2 separate regions of the Triticum aestivum genome follow, and region 2 is linked to region 1. A link is a contact called in public Hi-C data. All regions are on one chromosome and are shown on one strand. Each heading gives the region's core, a stretch centred on a gene start, on an enhancer-like site or on the middle of the called end of the contact. The rest is flanking DNA. Distances are from core to core; before and after follow the strand shown. Region 1 holds the start of LOC123182406 (E3 ubiquitin-protein ligase SIRP1). Region 2 holds the start of LOC123182409 (probable prolyl 4-hydroxylase 4).

Region 1 (6,034 bases), core at 1,169-3,668:
TAAACCCTAACAAGATTGAAAAAAACGACTAAAAACGAAGCCCTCCCGCCAGCCCTTGCCAGGATCCACCGCGCCTCCATGGCCCTAGGACCACTGGAGACGAGGCGGACCTGCGCCGACGCCGGCGAGAGGCACGAACCCTAACTTCCTTTCTTGGAGGAGGAGGAGGAGGAGGCGGAGCCCTGGCATTGACAGGCCGTACTTAGCAAAGTTTATGCCACGGGGCAACCCACCAACATTTTACCCCTCTAGTCAACAATAACCCAAGATTGCACACCTATATCCTTGCGGGAAACAAATATAAGAGCATCTATAGCCGCGACCTGCAAATCCGGGTCCTCAAACATCTGCGGACGCGTCTGGGCGTGTCCGCAGGCACTGACCAGTCACTCCTCAAATCATGTCGTCTACATCTGTATATCTCACCATACTAGTATGCAACGTAGGTAAAAAGAACGCATATCATCACATAACACATAGAATCGGACAGAGGAATGCACATTTCGATCACCAAAAGATCACCGACGGATGTCCAAAAGATCATCATAGTTCACATAATTCACATAAACGACGGACAAATTTAAACTAGATTATTAAAAACTTGAAACTGAAGATGGAGACAGCGGTGATTCACCACTTCCTCGCGCGGCCCTTTGCCCTTCCGAACGTTTGAGACCGATTTAGGGTGTCCCGCTGTAGATGCTCTAACGACATCACTCTCATATCGAGTGCCCCATCTAATTGACCAAACCAACCAAATCGGATGCACTGCAAGTGTGGAACGAATCCACCAAGTCTGGAGTCAATCCAACCATGTTCAAGCCTCGAATGACCAAGTTTGGTGAAAATCAACAATGAGACAGAGCTTCTCTCAAAAGGAGCCATCTCCCCATTGATTTAACTGAGATCAACAGTCCACAAGTGCTGCACTTGTGGCCCGGGTCAAGCTGCCATGTCACCCCGACGTGGAGAGATCCGCCCAACATATCCCGAGCTACGTGCGGCCATTAACTCTGAAGACGCAAGGTTTGACAAACAAGGACCACTGACCACGTGACCGCTCTGTGTCACACTGTCACTGTACACGCCACGGCGACCTCACGCTTGATGCTTCTTTGGTTGGTCCATCAGGCAGGCAGCACCAACCATCGTTGGAAATTTCCCACAAATCATCAAAACCAAAAACAAAACTTGCACGAATCCTTCACGCTTTACACTCAATCCAGAACAAGCCATCAGAAGTTAGCTAGCACACCGACAAAATAAGAGCATCTCCAGCTGCTACCCAACGCGCAGCGCGCTAAAAATGCGTTTGCAGTGCGTCGATCATCTGTTTTGGCGCGGCAGGGAGCGCTGGCTCCAGCGGCCGCTGTAAATTTCAGCGCGCGCGTAGCTCCAGCACGAGCGAATGCAGCGCGCGTGCAGCCGGCGCTTGCCATATGTTGCATTTTGGACACGAAATGAATTTCAAACATTCAAAACAAAGACATGACATAATTTAAATCACACAAACAAGTTCATGATGACATAAAAGTTCATGCCCACAAGTTCAAATTCATGCCCACAACATCATCCAACCAAGTTTAATCCGAACCAAGTTCATGACACAAAAGTTCACACCAACGAATGGCACATCAACAATCAAGCCTCGTCCTCGTCTTCATCTCATCGTCCTCCGATTCATCCTCCTCCTCCAAAGACGATTCTTCCTCCTCCTCTTCATTGTCGCGCGCCGCATCATCATGTGAAGCTCGGAAGGTGTTGGCAAGATCTTCAACGGCATCTTCATGCGAAGGTGTGTGAGGCACACCGGAAGACATTCCGCCCGGAGGTGCTCCCATGCCTCCTATGAGAGACGCAAAACTCATGCCTCCCATGCCGCCCATGCCGCCCGGAGGTGCTCCGAAGCCACCTAAGACTTCCATGGTCTCCATGGTAGCTCCAAAGCTCCCCGCGCTAGGGTTTGCGGCGGCGGCGGAGGGGTCGCAGGTGTAGGAAGGGGTGAGGGGGGTGCCGGCGCGGGCGCCCATCGGGTCAATTCGCCGGCGACGGCGCGGGCGGGGCGAAGGTGGCGCGGCGGAGAGAGTGCGACGCGCGGAAGCGGACGCACCAAATACACAGCTCGCGATGACGATTCGGACCGCGCCCAACTCTATATGCCGTGCGCGCTTATTGCTCGTTCGCTGAAGCCCCTATATCGATTGCACGCGCTAAAAAGGACAAATTTCGGCTCAGCTGTTGGAGATGCTATAAGGCAGAACCCATCAGGCACCTAGTTTACAGGTGGTCCACTCTTCTCCGGACGATGAAAACGATGGCCTATCCATCGGCCAAACCCTCAATCCCAATCACTTGAATAAAAAGATCCCCTAAAAAGATCAGAAGCTTTGCATGCTTCCAACCCATAACAAACTTCGCTTTGCTGGTGTGGTGGGATCCAAAACTAAACTATTTCCTCTTGGAGATTTGCGCCTGGAGGATATAAAAAAATCCTCCCTGGTATTTTTCTTGACGATGAAGGAAAAGGAGAGGGACGATAACCTCTAGGGACCAGGGAGTAAAGTATCCACCAGTCAAGCTAACCTGCCCTGCAACTCCCTTCCTGTTCTTCCTTGGCCTACCTCCAGCAAAGGAGGACTGGGAGCAGGAGCAGGGGGGCCGCCTCTACTCCATCCAGTCCGATCCAATCCGATCCACGGGAGAAAAGCCAAAGGTCAGCGACTTCTTCCTTTTCCTGATGCTTAGTTTCGAGCAAAAGATGGGTTTTTTGGGGGTTGCTAATCCGTCCCGGCGTGCTCCAAATCAAGAACACGGAGCCTGTTCCATCGCCCTCCCGTCGAATCGAATAATATAATATCGTTCTGTTGCGAAGGATCGATTATGGTGCCTGTTCGTTCGGGGATTTATGCGGGGATTTGTTTAGGTTGGGATCGACGGCGGGTCTCGCCGCTAAATTTGTTTCCAGCGCAGCCCGATGTTGTGTGAATCTTGAGAAGTGTCCGAATTGGTCCCTTGTTTTCGCTCTTCTTTCAGGGGGGAATAGCATCCTGTTCCCCGTAGAATGGAATCGGCACCTCATTCTTGGGCTGGGAATCCCGGCTCTTGATCTCCGCCTCCCCTTCTCGGGGATCTCGGTGTCGCCTCGGCTTCAGTTGGGTCTTCTCTTTAGGAATTATTATTAGGACTGTCTGCCACTCCTGTTCCTAAAGAATCGGAAAAATTAGAGCTAGCTTTGTGTTAGATGCAAGACCTAGCTTTGTTCTTCTCCTTGTTCTTGTTCGTCATGCTGATCTCTTGTGAGATATGCCTGATTGCCATTGCAGTGTGGAATTTAGTCACGCATGGACACCATGCTTCTCATGTTGTTCCACTTGTTCTTGATAAAATTGTTCCTGATATGCTGCACTTATTCTCATGGATGACAAATTATATCATGTGTGGTTGTTTTCTTGGGGATTTATGCAGATTACCCTTCAACTAACTCATTGTGCACGGTTCACAGATTTGACTTTTGCTCGTGTGCTACGCTTGACCGACCGAAGGATTGGCGTTATGGCAGAAGCTGACATCACGCGGTACTGGTGCCATGAATGTCAGCAGGCCGTCGAGGAGGCCATGGTGGAGGAGCTCAAGTGTCCATTGTGTGATGGTGGGTTCGTCGAAGAGATGACCGTTGAGCAGGTTGAGGCATTGACAGAGCAAGGGGCAACTCAGTGGGACCCTCTGGACAACCCTTTTGAGCAGGCAGGATCGCCGGGGGACAGCGATGATGAAGATAATAGTGATATAGGCCGTGAGTTTGAGGGTTTCATCAGAAGGCATCGACGGGCATCGGCACTGCGCCGTGTGCTTGACAGCATCCATGATGACCTTAGAGATGACAGGGAAAGGGACAACTCCGTTCTGATCAGTGCTTTCAACCAGGCCCTCGCTCTACAAGGTGCAGCGCTTGACCCTGACGAGGACCGAGGTGACCATGGTAACGCAAATAATGATGATGGTTTGCTAGATGAGTATGTCCTCGGGGCAGGGCTTAGTCTGCTTCTTCAACATTTGGCTGAGAATGACCCGAGCCGGTATGGTACTCCTCCAACGAAGAAAGAAGCAGTCGAAGCCCTGCCCACGGTCAAAATCGAAGAGGTTGTCAGCTGTTCAGTCTGTCTTGATGATCTTGATATAGGGTCCCAGGCTAAGCAGTTGCCTTGTGAACATAAGTTCCACTCACCATGTATCCTGCCATGGCTTGAACTCCATAGTTCCTGCCCAGTTTGCCGGTTTGAGCTGCCATCTGATGAGACAAAAGACTTGAGCGAGCCTAGCAACGTTGATCGAATAGAGAGCAGCCATGAGGAGGCAAGAGCTGATGGCCCTGGAAACAATGGTGAGGACAGTAACACAAACGACAGGGAGGACAGTAACAGACCTTGGGCCCTTGTTCCTTGGTTTAATGGCCTATTCTCGACACCTGAGCCGCAAACTGTCAGAGCTACTTTGACTGATCAGCAGCTGCCTCCTGCTTCTGGAACCAACCCAAATGCAGGGCATAGTTGATCTTCTCCAGTGTTGTGAATAACGATCATACATCTGAGGATAGTGATGCAACTTTGTTTCAGTGTTATGGCTAAGTCAACCCTATGTCTTACTACACTAATTTCTTTCTTTCCTCTTTGGCGCTGCGAATGATGCATTCATAATCCTTGATATATTGAGCTACTACTAGTCTTATTTCACTTGTAAACATCGACCAGAAAGCAACCTTGTTAAAACGTCCCCTTACGCTTTATGTAGTGGTTGGCCTTCTTACCTTCCACACCTCTAGAAGCTTCTACGAAGCTATGCTTCCGGTAGCTTGCCTGCCTAGCCCCGTATAGGCGAATGGCCGAAGGATGGTTGAAAAGATTATGAGTAGAGCCTGTAGGGAAGTCAAGCTAATGCTTGTGCATAAAGTTGGTAGAGGTATTGTTGCCCAAAAGTATACAACTGTTTGAAGACAACTCAAGCTAATGTTGTGCATAAAGTTAGGTATTGTTGCCCAAAATTATACATCTGGTTGGGAAAAAAAACGACTTTTAACAGTGCATCGCTTTGATCCAATTCCTCTTGACAGGTAGCTACTTTCTATCATGCCTAAATTCCCCTCTCCTGCTGTTACCAAAATGGTTTGCTATGGATATGCTATCACCTTCGGTATAGTCCTTTGAACAGTTCACGTTTCATTTGTTTTCGGTTTAACTAAATGGTCCTATCAACCTTGTGGTGTTAATTTGATTAAACCTTTGAATGATTCAGGTTTCATTTGTTTTTAGTTTAAAGAAATGTCCTATTCCTCTGCTTACCTGTTACATTTGTTTGCTCCAAGTTGATCGCTCCCCCTTGTCTTGAGCCCACATTATTGCCCATTTGTTTAGTGGATGCCATGGGATTGAAATGATGTGATATCTAAGATAATCGCATCTAAATCTAAACCAGTCTGTTCATCTTTTGTCAAGCAGCAAATGCTCGGTTCCTCGGGACCGTGGCGGCATCGGAGAAAATTAATGGCGAGCTTAGTGGCCGTGGGATTTATGCTTGCCTTTGCATTATGCATCCGATTATTATTCCTGAAATTTTAAGAGGTGCTTACAAGCATAAGCTTTGATATGAATTCCTTGTTGTGATACTAATCAATGGTTGTCTGGTGGCATTCGATTCTTGAGTGCCAGACTGCGAGGTGCCAAAAACCTGCTGCCAGGTTTACAGAAATCAGCTAAATTACTCCACCAGTGAATGTTCTTCAATAATTGATTGTGTTACTGCTGATCATATTCTCTTGGTTCAACAAAATGATTGATGTTCAACATTTATTTTTTCCTCCTCCGGATCAAGGAGATTACGGGCGGCTCACGAGTTCATTCACATGAAACCGCACAAGCCGGCTGCTCATTGAGCAACACCCCAAATATATCTAACTAGAGCACATTCGGAAAATAAATGATCAATACTTTCTTCTCTATCACAAGATCTGCACTCACTGTTATTCCCTTTTCACCCCCTC
Region 2 (5,951 bases), core at 3,412-5,911, 210 kb before region 1:
AAGAGCTCTTCAGCACCAATTCTAATATTAGTGTTAGATGTGCGCCTCTTTGATTTGCCGTCCAGCAAATACACTTCCACAGTGAATGATCCACAGACAGGACGATGGTCAGAAAATTTAGACTCCCCACGGAAGTAGGATGACTGCGCAATCCCATCTCCGTGCCATAGTATTCTATCACACCTGAACAAGTTGAACTACTTAGCTTACACGAATTGATAACTCATTAATAATTCATTGTATAGTTAGGCCTTAAGTTGCAAGACAAAAAGATACATCAACTGAAATGTAGACTGAGATTTTTTGAACATCCTCTTTGTAAGTTATGTGATGATGTGAATAGTTCTATTGTTTTTGCTTCCACGACTGTAACCAATATGCTTGAGCTAATGTACCTCATTTCATCTCAAGAGAACAAACTATGTCTAAGCTTCTTCTGGCACACAAAGATGGGCATGCATGATTATTGAAGTCGTACACAGGTATATATATAATTTGTGGTCATACGGTCATAATTAATTATTAATACTACTAAAGGTTATCATAGCTTCTAAAGTAGGAGTTATTTGTAAGATAAAACGAATTAATATGAACAAGATAAATACCAGGCTGGGGTTCTCCTCTTTTTCTTTGAGGTTGCAGTTTCTCCAGAATAAGAATCTGAGTTAAAAGTGTACTTGTATGTGGGGGCAAAATATATCTTCTCTTCGCTCCAATCCCTGAATACCCTTCCAGAATCACGCTCAGTGTTAAGCTGAAAATGAAAATTCTAAAAAGTCAAGCCTTTTCTCATTCCATTACTTTAGTTGTTTAGTTCCTCGTTGGGGAAATTGAGTTGCGCTCAACTAATTACAAAAAATGGGCGCCATTTTTTAGGTGCTTACTTGATCCTTTTGAAAAAGGGCATCCCAGTTATTTTCAGTCAGAAGTTTCTTGGTATCTTCATAGCTCAAGGAAATACGGTAGTTCAGATCCCCCAACCATATCACCCGGCTAAAATAAATAGCACATTAATCAGATATAGCACAATACAATAAAAGCTTTAAAATAATTGTAGCATTAGTATCTTACTCATGGTCAATAATTTTTTCAGGGATTCTTTGCCCAGCTCTTCTGCAAATTCTTGGAAACTGTGTGGCCCTCAGTATCTCTAGAACATCTGAGTTGCGCCGCAACTCATCGCCTTCTTTCTCACCTGAAGCCAAATGGCTACAGATGAAACAAAAGCTTGTCTGGTGCAGTGTCATGCTCACTGATATACATCCCTGAAGCCAAAAAGTAAGTGCATGGCATAAAAGAACTAAGGGATCTACCATACAGGATGCTTCAGAGTTTTTTTCCTGTTCAGTTTTCTTGGCGAGCAGAAAGTTATTATTGTTGAAGCCAAATATTGAATGCCAATAAAGAACATGATATGAGAAACAGAGCATTAGCATAGTACTACATAATTGTCTTTGTTAATGTCTTTGCGACTATCATAACATTTTACTCTGTATCTCGCATCTTTAGTTCCATAAAAATTTAGGGCATGCCACACCTTGCATAATGAAAAGGAATTACTTGAATACAGATTCAGTTCTAACCTTGTTTCCAAGATAACCCATTACTCCACGGCCTACACATGATGTCCTCACATGACCGATATGCGGCACTAGTTCTTTCTTTGCCCATACTGTAACAAAAATACCAACCATTCGTTTGCAAGATACGAGGTTATATTTTAGCTGATCACTAGAGGCAGAAGCAGACGAAATCACTCCATCAACCACATAACCAGAAGCATTATTTGATCTGTCATCAACTTCATCTTCTTCCGAAGAGTCGGTCTCATTAATGTGTGCTTGTGGGCATCCAAAGCAAGCATCTTTGTAGGATTTCCTGGGCATTTCAACTGAGCAGTTGCAGATCTTGAGCAGTTTTCTCTGAGTTGGCATGTAAGGCTTCCTGATAGATTTTAAGGAGGACTGGAAGATTGCAGAACCAGAGCGGTTGGAGAAAGAAGCATCAAGGTTCGATGAAGATCGAGAAGAGGTTGAATCAAGGGATAGAGATGGCTTGTGACAGAAGATATCAGCATCCCCGTCAACTGTTCTGTTTAACGTGCGGTTTATAAGAGCAAGCCATCTTGCAGCTGGTTCGTTGTCTTCGATCACAAGCACATTGCCAGCATTGAGAGGGACAATTTCCTGAAAACTGTGTGAAGGATAGAAAAAAGACGTAAGAATGTTGTCTGTTCACTAAAACAAGCCAATTTAACTCCAAGGAAAATACAGCTTATTGTGATAACGATTAAATGCCAGAATGTCAATAACACCCAAAGGACTGTAAGAAACAAAAAAAAAGGAAAGGATAACCTACTGTTTTTTATTAATACAGCTTATTGTGATAACGATTAAATGCCAGAATGTCAATAACACCCAAAGTACAAGTTTACGAATAGGGGAAGTGAAATGTACAGAAAGTATGTAAGTCGATCACTGTGTATTCTTCTATGAATTTTCGGCACCGCAAGTCTGCAACTACTAGAATTGACAGGCATACATTTCAGAACTGCGAGAAACAGATGGATTACATACCCTAAAACATAAATATCTGAGTGGTCATCTGCAGGAATGAAGTCGTCCAGATTCAACTCAGCGGTAGGTGTGTTTCCTCCAACGTTCCATGTAGAAATAAATACCCTGTATGATGAGTGAATTTAAATAAAATTCAAGAGACCACATAACTGAAAATGCAAGTTTGGCTGTTTGACCTGACCTAAAAGATTCAGTTTTTATGACACTTGGAGAACGGGCTAGAAAATGGCTCAGACGCATGCTCCGAACTTCGCGCATGCTCCTAACTTCTGCTTCCAATTCGTCCAAAGAAACACAAGAATAAGCCAGTCAAATAAAACCAGCAGCATCGAAAGAGTGATCCAGTGCAGCAAAGTGCCAGATAGAAAACTACCTGAAAGTGGTCTGAATGGGGAAGAAGATTGTGCCTTGGAGGAGCTTGGTGCAGACTTAACTACAGATGACAAGAGAACATGGAACAGTATCATCACGAAATCCTTCTAACATTGTAACGAATTAGATACAAAATGTAAAAATGTGTAATTCTTGAATCTTGAACACATGAATTCTACTGTAGCATATTCCATCGAACTGGCTGCTTCTTCATAGCACTGATTATACGGAGTTGACAGAGGCTCAATGGACTTAATGAACTGACAACCAACTTAACCAAAAAAATTGAACCCAGATGAGCTAAATTTTGATAAAATTCGCTCATCTATTTATTACTTGTGATCACGTTGCTACAAGACAGTGACTCAGTTATTCAGCTTCCAAAAGAATTAAGATTAACTACCAGCGGAGGAGCTTGGACGGTCTGTCTTCTTTGCGGCTTTCTTATCTTTCGCCCCGAATATCTTTGGACGACAGCCCTAGAGTACAATGATGTAAAGCCAAATACTTAAGTCAATGATGTATCTCTGAAACTAAGAAAGAGGAGCAAAATGGGGTGAAACAAGAGACACATACCTTCATCTTTTCATCATCTGGAAACGCCATTCGCTTTGAAGTCCGCCGAAAACAACCGAAGCTTATTATTCCAGGCTCAAATCTGACCACATTATTGGCTAGAAATTAAACTGCGCGGTTCATCTCAAGGAAATACAGTACTAATTAGATGAACGCTGACATCAGCACAAGTAAATAGGGGAAAGAAAGCATGTACATGTGCTTGTCCCAGAAAATTAAAAAAAAAAGGAAATAAAGGAGAATATTTACACCCCAAAAGAACTTGCTGGATCTAAATCGTTGCTCAAATTCAAATTCAAATTCCTTCACTCTAGCTAGATTTGAAGAACAGACACATGACCCAAGCAAAAGTAAACAGAAGCCTTTCACATCAAAAACAGCCCCCACATCCACAAAGCACGCCCTTTCCAAAAAGTAGGCTACCTATCTGTATCTGACACACGGGATCTTGAGAATCCACTGCACATTACAGCTCGCAACAGAGAGACAGGGATGAACAGGAGAGAGAACAGGATGAAATGAAACAGACATCACAGCAGCGAGGAACCCACCGAATCGGCAGCAGTTTTGCCGCCACCGGCAAATCCGGCCACCGCAGCGCCGCCCGGGAGAGCCGTGGACTGAATCCCTCCTCCCCCACCAGAGGCGCAGGGCCCTCCTCCTAAATTAACCAAGAAGGAGGTAGCCCAACGACTCCTCCCCCTAACCACCGGGAAGGCCGCGACAAGAAAGGCGAGGCGGATAGAGGGGAGAAGAGGAGCGGCGGCGCGGAGACGACGACCCCTGGAAGCCGGGGCGGGGTCTGCAGGTGCGGGAGGAGGACGGTCGAGGAGGGCACGGCGGCCATTACCTAGGCCGGCCCCGCACCCCGCACCCGGCCCGGAGAATTAAACTATTCTCCCCGGACAACTGTCCCGTACTACTGTGCGCAGCAGCGGCGTCGTCCCTCTTGAGAGAAAAAAGAATTCACCTCCGCGGCGTTTGTTTACGGGCGGCACGACGCGGCATGAGCACGGCGGTGGTGGTGGACCATGGGAGGGAATGAGGAGCTTGGGCGGCGCACGTGCGGCCGGATTGATTGGGTTTTGGCGCGCGGCGGAGGGAAGGTGGTGGTGGAGGCGGTTTGGGTTCGTTGGTTGGTTGAGTCGGGCTTGGAACCTCTCGTTGTCTGCTGCCGGTCAACGGTGGACACAAGGACAAAAGGGGAAGCTTCTTTTATGTGGTGCTTCGTTGGTTCCGTGTCTGAAGCTTTCTTTACAAGGCCATGGCTGGCTTTTGGTTGAATCATTCCATTTCCAGGTAGTGGTTCTTCACAGACCAGAAAAAAAGCATAGCAATCTCAAACAATAGTGTTTGCGCTCAAGTACTTTGGCGCCACATAGGGCGGGTGGGGCTTGAGAGGACTGGTTCTGAAGAGCGACTCGGACAGGCTCAGCACCCCGGTCTAGGGTTCAAATGTGGAGCATGTCAAAGGTTGAGGGGTGAATATCTTCTTTTTTTTCTGGAACAAACCGCGTTTTACCTACTGCTTATTTTATCTTATTCAAAAAATACAAGTATTTTTTATTGATTACTTGCCAAAGCATCAGGACGATATACACATAGAAGATTTAGGCTCACATCTCAAAATAAACTTAGGAACTGGATAATAAATCGCTCTCGTGGCAAGGGGAAAAGCGACACTTTGAGCTTATGTCGCAATATGAAGAATAAATTGTCACATTATTTTTTGAATAATAAACCGTCACATTGGTTAAATATATATTGTCATGATTAGCGGCGTGCACATCACAAGGGGCGTAGACAAGCCCCATACTAGGGGGACACAGCGTGGGCGTGACGACCATGTATCTGGTCCATTTTTGCACTGTTCAGCACTAATTAGCCTTGATTGGTCTGATTGCTGCACACCACCACCACCTCATGGTCCTTAGGTTGTCGAATTTATTTTCTACAAACGTCATCTATATTACATGGTAATCCTCGCGCCACGGCGTTTTGCTCACACGCTCGATGGGAATCGGTGGCATCAAATGACAGCGACAAAAGAAATTAGAACGGGTGATTATAAAAGGTCAATTATGGTAACCTTGCACATTAGAGTATTTAACCAAAAACTACCACATTTCACGGACACGTGACAGAAAACTACCACTTTACGTTTTTGTGCGGAAAACTACCACTATTTGTCTAATCTTTGACTAAAAACTACCATGTCTGTAAAGTGCCCGATTCGCCTCTTATAAACGCCTTTCTGACAGGTGGGACCCACACGTCATCACCAACCTTCTTCTTCCTCCCCTCCTCTCTCTCTTTGGCATTTCAACGAACACCTTACCAGCAGTAGAGCCGCCGCGCTCGGAGCCGGCGGTTGACACATAGCAGAGAAATCCGCGACCCTGCGTGCTTGTTCCACCCTGCCACCGC

What was found. A called contact is a pair of places that touch in the nucleus more often than the background predicts.
Region 2: a Hi-C map of leaf shows a contact between it and region 1, with 4 times the contacts expected there. The contact joins the promoter of LOC123182409 here to the promoter of LOC123182406 in region 1. A contact is called at or near these places in 4 of 5 Hi-C or Micro-C datasets (leaf and an unstated tissue) and 1 of 1 datasets of contacts at active chromatin or transcription factors (leaf).

What each region holds. Positions count from the first base shown.
Region 1 is chr1D:404,961,639-404,967,672 of IWGSC CS RefSeq v2.1, reverse strand. LOC123182406 (E3 ubiquitin-protein ligase SIRP1) reads left to right here and starts at 2,418. Exons shown (of 2, transcript XM_044594955.1): 1 at 2,418-2,713; 2 at 3,503-4,770. The coding sequence starts at 3,553. The coding sequence ends at 4,551.
Region 2 is chr1D:405,176,023-405,181,973 of IWGSC CS RefSeq v2.1, reverse strand. It overlaps LOC123182409 (probable prolyl 4-hydroxylase 4), which reads right to left and starts at 4,661. Exons shown (of 17, transcript XM_044594961.1): 1 at 4,495-4,661; 2 at 3,525-3,606; 3 at 3,352-3,427; 4 at 2,950-3,009; 5 at 2,758-2,845; 6 at 2,577-2,681; 7 at 1,584-2,193; 8 at 1,072-1,265; 9 at 885-993; 10 at 606-754; 11 at 1-183. The coding sequence starts at 4,532.